Linked DNA regions of Rattus norvegicus: region 2 is linked to region 1. Evidence: chromatin contacts called from public Hi-C data. All regions are on one chromosome and are shown on one strand. The core of a region is the stretch at or near the end of the contact, and the rest is flanking DNA. Distances in the headings are between cores, read along the strand shown.

What was found. Hi-C and Micro-C count contacts between places; a contact is called where the count stands out from the background.
Region 2: a Hi-C map of liver shows a contact between it and region 1, with 2.0 times the contacts expected there. The contact joins the enhancer-like site here to the promoter of Lrch3 in region 1. A contact is called at or near these places in 4 of 12 Hi-C or Micro-C datasets (the A7r5 cell line, the Rat2 cell line, kidney and 1 more).

Annotation. Positions count from the first base shown.
Region 1 is chr11:81,375,650-81,379,301 of GRCr8, forward strand. It overlaps Lrch3 (leucine rich repeats and calponin homology domain containing 3), which reads right to left and starts at 1,688. Exons shown (of 21, transcript NM_001371837.2): 1 at 1,395-1,688. The coding sequence starts at 1,644.
Region 2 is chr11:81,475,528-81,479,179 of GRCr8, forward strand. No RefSeq gene overlaps it. Among named protein-coding and RNA genes, the nearest start is that of Muc20, 16 kb to the right of the region's middle. Within about 2 kb of position 1,849, at least 13 of the 93 cell types and tissues checked have an H3K27ac peak or open chromatin away from gene starts, as enhancers often do. A contact at or near this core is called in the A7r5 cell line and liver, where this site is marked.

The DNA.
Region 1 (3,652 bases), core at 438-2,937:
TAATAAGCTAGCCTGACTCCTATAATCATCTTTCTCTTTACTTTCAGGCTGCAGTGATACTGAAATCACTCAGCTCAACACGAAAACCACCCCGCCAGTCGGCCCTTCCATGAGCAGAATGCAGAAGGCAGGGAGGGGTGTGAATGACAAGTTCACATGATGGCACCAACACACATAAAAAAATTCAAGTAACTGTTCATGTTTACCTGAGCAAGTTTGACTGTAGTACCATCAAATAAAAAAAAATTATATTTAAAAAAAGAAAAACTCCCCACATTTTACAGTGTGTGTGTGTGTGTGTGTGTGTGTGTGTGTGTGTGTGTAAGGCAGAAGACAAGCTGCAAGAGTCAGTTCTTTCCTTCCATTATGTAGGTTCTGGGGATCAAACTTGGGCTGTCTGGCAGGTCTGTCAGCAGCAAGCCCCCCGTTACTCACTGAGCCATCTTACCAGACCAGCTCTATTTCTTTTTTCAACATTAGTGATTATAAGTAATAATTACCAATCTTTGCTGACTACTTAAGAAACAGTATTAACTCTAACATTTTAAAATTAAGCAGATGACGATGAAACAATGTATACTATACACTCACTACATAAACACAAAATACTCAAACCGCTTCGGAAGGGACCCCTCCCCTTGTATTTATGTAAAATAAAAGGACTCAATTCTTAATCTACTCCCTGCGGAAACTATATTTAAAACACAAGAGGAACACACATTATAGCATGTTGAATACCTCAGTCACCATACATTGTTTCCCACAACTAAGGAAACCAAATAATACTTAATTCCCATTCTCTTTCCTGTCTTAAACAATATAAGGCGCAGAAATGTTTTTAAAGGGAAAAGCAAATATAGATGTGGTAGACAATATCCCACTACATTTTTCTTCCTTTCATGTTTTCTTGGCGGGGGTCTGGAGGGGGGGAGTAAGAATGGAAGACCAAAGTTCTGAGCACCTAAACATGGCCTATTTTTACAAGTACTTTTCGGTAAGGCGGACCTGGGTCCTTTGACAATGCAGCACCCAGTGTCACCCATACTACGGTGGAAGAACGTGCTTGCCACGCTCCAACTCTTAGCAAAGTCAATTTGGCATCTCAAATCCAAAGTGGCCTGCACACACTGGGGTAAAGCAAACGTCTACGGGATGGACACTGACGCCGGAATTTCCGAGCGATTCAAGAAAGATCACCCGTCAGTTGCCCCTAGCCGGCTTCCGAGATGCTGCTGCGCTCCGCCGCACCCCAGGCTCCGGGTCTGGCCAGGCCGGGAGGGTGCGCCGTACGGCCAGCCGTTCCCGTTACCCTAGGAGCCTCGGGCCAGTCGCCACACGCCCCTCGCCGCCACCCCTTCGGTCCCGGGTAGCCGGGGTGCCCGCGCCCCGCTCACCGGCCCGGGTGGTGTCCGTCAGGTCGTGGTTGGCCGCTCCCCGGGGAAACTCCCTCAGTTTCCGGCCGCTCAAGCTCAGCACCCCAGTGACCGCCGCCTCTTCCAGGGCTCGGTCGACCGAGCGGCTCCAAGAACCCGGGCCCAACCCAGGGCTCGGTCCACAGTTAGCACCGGAGAGGTTTCCCCCGGACCCCACTGGGCCAGAGTACTCCGCAGCCGCTACCACAGCCACCAAGCCCGCGGCCGCCATTTCCCAGCCGACAACTCTCCGGCCCGGCTCTGCGCATGCGCCACCCGATCCGCTGGGTGGGCGGGGAAAGGGGCTCGCGGACCCCGGACAGCTCTCCGGGACGCGCTGGGCGCAGCTAGGCGCCTGCCTGCCTCGCCCACAAGCAGGTTTTCCAGGGAAACCAAGCTGAAGTCGCAGAGCGGCAACAGCAGGCTCTGTGCTCCCTAAAAGGCCACTACAAAAACCATCCTTAACAGCGCTCCAACCCTCAGTGGTGGATTACTTTACACAGCATTCTTAGCACCGTTGCTGCCAGAAACTTGGGTACTTAAAGGGGACTCCCTGGGAAAAGCCCGAAATTGTCTCTCAACTTGTCACCATAACTGTCAGATAATCCGAACTGAAATTTGTAGGCATACTATTAGTTCTTGAAGGTTTAAAATACTGTTTGCGCAGATTCGGCTACCAAGTCCCTAATTCTTGTTGAAATTGTTATATATCTTAGATTCCTTTTATGAAAGAGCTCTTCATGAAACCTAACGTCTAAATACTATAGCTGTTTGCGCTGATTTTATCACTGACTGTTGCGGAACGAAGAGTATTTAAGTCTAACGTTGAAATCTTTCTATAATATAAACGTAGGGATTAAATTTAGAACCGAAAGACCAAAACCGGAAACCGTTCAAGTAACGAAAAATACCACTCACATTAACTTTAAATAAGACCTCCCTAGTCCTGCAGTCTTATTTTCCCAAATCTGTTTTAAATTCCAGCCATCCCTAATATGCGGTGCAAATGTCACCATCAATTTTAAGCTTGCTGTACAGAATTCGAGGGCCTGTCAGATGAAGTCTCTGTCCTAAAGAATTAGCTAATCTTATTTTGGAACCCAAGGAGGCCAGTTACAATAAGACAACAATAAAAGGGCTGAACGGGAGGAGAGGATTATCTACTAGAGTTCACAGCAAAGCAGTCCCTCTCAAGAATGAGTGAGGTTTTGAATCAAACCTGAAGAGTTATGAAAGGACAGGATGGCAAGAAGGCAAAATTCCAAATGGAAGATGAGTATACCCATATCCAAGTATGATTTTTGATGCATGTGAGAGCATTAAGACACAAATGAGGGATTGGGGATTTAGCTCAGTGGTAGAGCGCTTGCCTAGCAAGCACAAGGCCCTGGGTTAGATCCCCAGCTCCGGAAATAAAGAAAAAAAGAAAAAAAAAAAAGACACAAATATCATTCAAGGGCCAACTCCAGGGAAGCCCCAACCAACATTTTCCTGAGCTTCCAAGTTCAAGAAATTGTAAAAATGTTTCAGTAATGAATTTGGTTAGTAACAGTTGCTCGGAGACCTGCTCTGTCAGCCCTTTTGTAGCCCAGACTGGCCTTGGCCTTCCAACCCCTGGAAATACAAAGCTAGCATACAATAGCTGATACCATGTCTGGCTCTCACTATGTGACATTCTAGTTTCTTTTGCAACAAGTTCCACAATAAATTATTAGTGTCTATTCATGGGCCGCTTCACCGTAAGTAATGGGTAGTTTTTGTCAGGTAATGTTGATCTAATATATGTATATTTTCTGATCTGAAAATTGATAATTCTTTGAAAGATACTGAGCTAGCCAGGCACACATTGCAATCCTAGCACTCGAGAGGATCCAGGCCAGCCTAGATACAAAGGGATACCTATCTAGAAAAAAAAAAACCTAAGTTTGGCTGGCAAGATGGTTCATGGAGGAAAAAAGCTTGCCACACAAACTCAACAACTGAAGTTTAATCCATAGAGCCTGTGGTAAATGTGGAGAACTGACCTTTAACCTGTGCCCACTCCATCATATACAAACACACAGCATATAATCCTGCAGAATTGCCAGATGTACCCCTCCAAATGCACTATGGTCCTCTTACTACTTTATATTTGCATGAATTCTGACAAGTTCTTAGCAATATGGCCTCTTTTTCCTATTGGCATACACTGCAATCTCAGCATGATAATCTGAATCCTGAACTGGCTCCATGTGTAAATT
Region 2 (3,652 bases), core at 599-3,098, 100 kb after region 1:
AGACTCCCCCCAAAGCCAGCTCTGACTGTCCTGGGCCTCAGACTGTGCTTCTCTACCCCCAGAGCGATGTCCCACAGCTTCCCTACAGCCTAACACCCACTCGGCGGCGGGAACCCACCATAACCCTACAACACCTAGCTTTGTGGGACTGAGTAACTACTAGAGTCTTGGACTTCCCATTCGCAGCTGCCCACTGTTGGGTTAGTTGGACTACAGACTGTAAGTCATCACAGTAATTCCCCTTAATATGCCGAGATATTCCATAAATTCGTGACTCTAGAGAACCCTAACAAATACAAATGGTCACTTGGCCTTAGCTGGCATTTACAGCTACCTTTCCCTACTCTCCCTCTGTCTTTCCTCCACCCTCAGCAAGCACCTCAGAGGGTCTTGGTTCTTCCTCTGGAGGGGTGACCCGTACCTTCACTTGTAAAGGGCCTGGGCCATTTATCATCCTAACTGGGTTGGATTGTTAACAGTTTCCGTTGATCTTAATAACAAGACACGTGATACCATGGGATGTCTAAAGGATTTCCTGAATTCCAAAGGTACTTTCCCTTACCCCTGTTGTGGAAAAGCAGCCTAGTTTCTCTTAGTGGTCTGGATCCATCACCCCTACTAACCTGTAACTTGTTTGTCAGCCTAAGCTGTAACTCTTAGTAGCCTAACTCAAGCATCAGGAGCTCACAGTGGTAAGGAGGAAGTCTTTTTTTTTTTTTTAAGTATTATTTACTTATTGGTGTATATTAGTGTCCTAGTAGCACGGCAGAAGAGGGCATCAGATCCCATTATAAATGGTCGTGAGCCATCATGTGGTAACTGGGAAGTGAATTCAAAATCTTTGGAAGGGCAGAGGGCACTCTTAACCACTGAGCCATCTCTCCAGCCCTAGGAGGAAGCCTTAACCTTCCAATTTAGTGGAATCTTTGCTTTGCCTCCTGGAAGAAGCACATTTTCTTTTGGAACCTAAGCTTCCAGGTTGTGAAAACGGGAAGCGACTTTATGCTAGTGAGTCACTAGGGGCGAGAGTGACTGAAACTATTCCCATCTCGGACTCCTGAGTCCTGGACCTGTGAATCCTATGGGAGAAACAGTACCACTTACTCCGATGCTGATTCAGATCATGTACTACTGCCTTCTGGAGAACCCTGCCCCAGCCCTGCAGGCTACTGCTGCCTAGTTGGCTCTGGAACTGTTTTTAAAAGACCGTTCCATTGCTTTATTGGGCCAGCTGCTTCAAGATGGTGGGGTACGTGGCAAGAGCAGTGAGTTCCATGAGCATGGGTCCACTGTTGCTCCTCTTTGGCTGTGAAGTGAGTTCTTGGGTCAGAAGCAATGCTGTGTGGAATAACATAGGAGTGGCCGAGGCATCCTGTAAGTCCATGGACGGTAGTTCGTATAGAAGCGTTACATGCAGGAAAGGAAAATCCGTAATCATAACAGACATCTATTCTAGTAAGGATAATGTGTTGCCTTTTCCGTAACAGAAGTAGTCCAAGGTAGGTTAGCCTGGTTTCTGGTCTACATAGAGAGTTCCAGGACAGAGACGAGAGAGAGAGAGAGAGAGAGAGAGAGAGAGAGAGAGAGAGAGAGAGAGAGAGCGAGAGAGCATTGAACCAGAGTTACTTCCTCCTATATTTCTGAGGGATGGCTGCTATGTAGGGTTGAGCGCTGGGGTCAAATTCCTCACCTGCTGCTGGACTGAAAGCGCAAACATGCCTTTCCCCTCCCCCGTGACTCAACCCTATCCTTTCTCCCCAAACCCCTCCTGCCTGCTATGTCACTCAAGGCTTAGCTGCCCAGCGGAGCCTCCTTTTTATAGACCAAGCTCACCCTAAAGTTATCCAGGAATGCACGGGCGTCCTAGGCACTCCCGCTACTCACGTTACCAGAAGGTCACAGTTATGCGAGGCCACAGTGCTTGCCCCAAACTCTAACCATGTAAGTCACTTTTAAGTGACGCAGAAACTTTGATCTTTGCCTTTTCTTCAGCTATAAAGAGCCCACACTCCAGAACCTGCACTTTCCGAGGCAATGAAATCGGAGGCATCCACATGACTCTTTGAAAAGCCGTATAACATGTCCCTTTTTGCAAAGGGTCAGCTGGTCGTTAAAAAAGAAAGTGAGAAAGAAAGCCTGCCACGCCCAACCGCCAGCTTGGTTTTACGTTTTTAAATTATCTTTTTCATGGGGGTAGGGGAAGGCTCTGCCACGGTGCATATGTGAAGTTCAAAGGACAACTTGCAGGAGGTCGTTCTCTGCTTCCACCATGTGGGGGTCCGGGCTCGTTAATAAAGCTGTTTCTCTGTCTCTCTGAACTCAGTGCGATCAGGGAGCGCTGTGTTTTCCACGCATGCGCTGGTCTTCTTCACCCGCCGCCGCCAGGGGGCGCCCCGCGTTCAAGGAGGTGGGAGTGGCTACTCTTTAAAGATCTTCCACCTCTGCCCCTTTGACCCTGAAGTCCAGCTCCTTGCACACCGCTCAATCACTTCCTGCCATTCCTTCCCACGAACCCATTTCTACACTACCCCTGATCATATCTATCGGGACCTTCCAATTTCACTGCTGGGGAAGGATGCACGCAGACGTGGATTAGACTATTGTTAAGTCATGGCCTCTCACCTGGATTTCAGGTTACAGCAATTCTGTCTGTAGAAGGCTCACTTTTCCGCTCTTTTTTTTTTTTTTTTAAAGATTTCTTTCTATCACTTTAAGGCATGTGTCCGTGTGCACTGTGTGTAAGGGGTGGGAAGCGATATGCCCATGTGCATGCCGACAGAGGGATGTCTTTTAAAGCTACAGTTACAAGTAGTTTTGAGCACCAGTGTGGATGCTGGGAACCAAACAGGAGCCAATGCAATCTTAAATGCAGAGCCGTCTCTCCGGTCCCCCCAACTTTCCCATTAACCGAGACAACCCAAACCTTTCCTACGCCACGAACTCTTTCATTTCCTCACGTCACAGAGAAAAGGTGGCACCCAGAAGAGACGCCCTCCTCACTCTGTCACCGGAGCTCTTCTGTGCCAGGCCACTTCAGTATTCTTCTGCCCTGTCGCTAAGTTGCAGGTACCGGGGATGCAGAAGCCTCTGTGGGTTGTGCTAAAAAGCCAAATGGTCTGTGGAAGAAGATCCCACCCAGTGGCGCAGTTTGTAATCCCAGGCTTCCGGAGGCTGAGACTAGATTCTGAGTTCCAGGCCAGCACAGGCTAAATAGTCAGAACCTATTTAAAAATAAATAAACAAACAAACAAACAAACAAACAAATAACCAAACAAAAAGTATTCCACAGACTAATGAGTACAGCAAATGAAGCGCTATCCTGGGAGAATATGGCTTCATCTGCTGCGGCCATTTCTTGTGTGTTTAACTTCTTAAGGAGAGTAGAAGCACAACTAATAAAATACAGACAAGATATTTCCATTTTAAAACTTCAGGCTAGAGAGATAGTTTAGCAATTAAGAGCACTCACTGTTCTTGCGGGGGACCTGGGGTCAGTCCCCTGTACTCACATGGCACCTCAAAATTGCTTCTAACTCCAGTTCGGGGAATCTAATGCCCTCTTCTGGCCCCCACGGGCAGGCATGTGTGAGGTGCATATACATACATTCATGCACCAAGCATATATTAATTTAAAATATGAATAAATAAATAT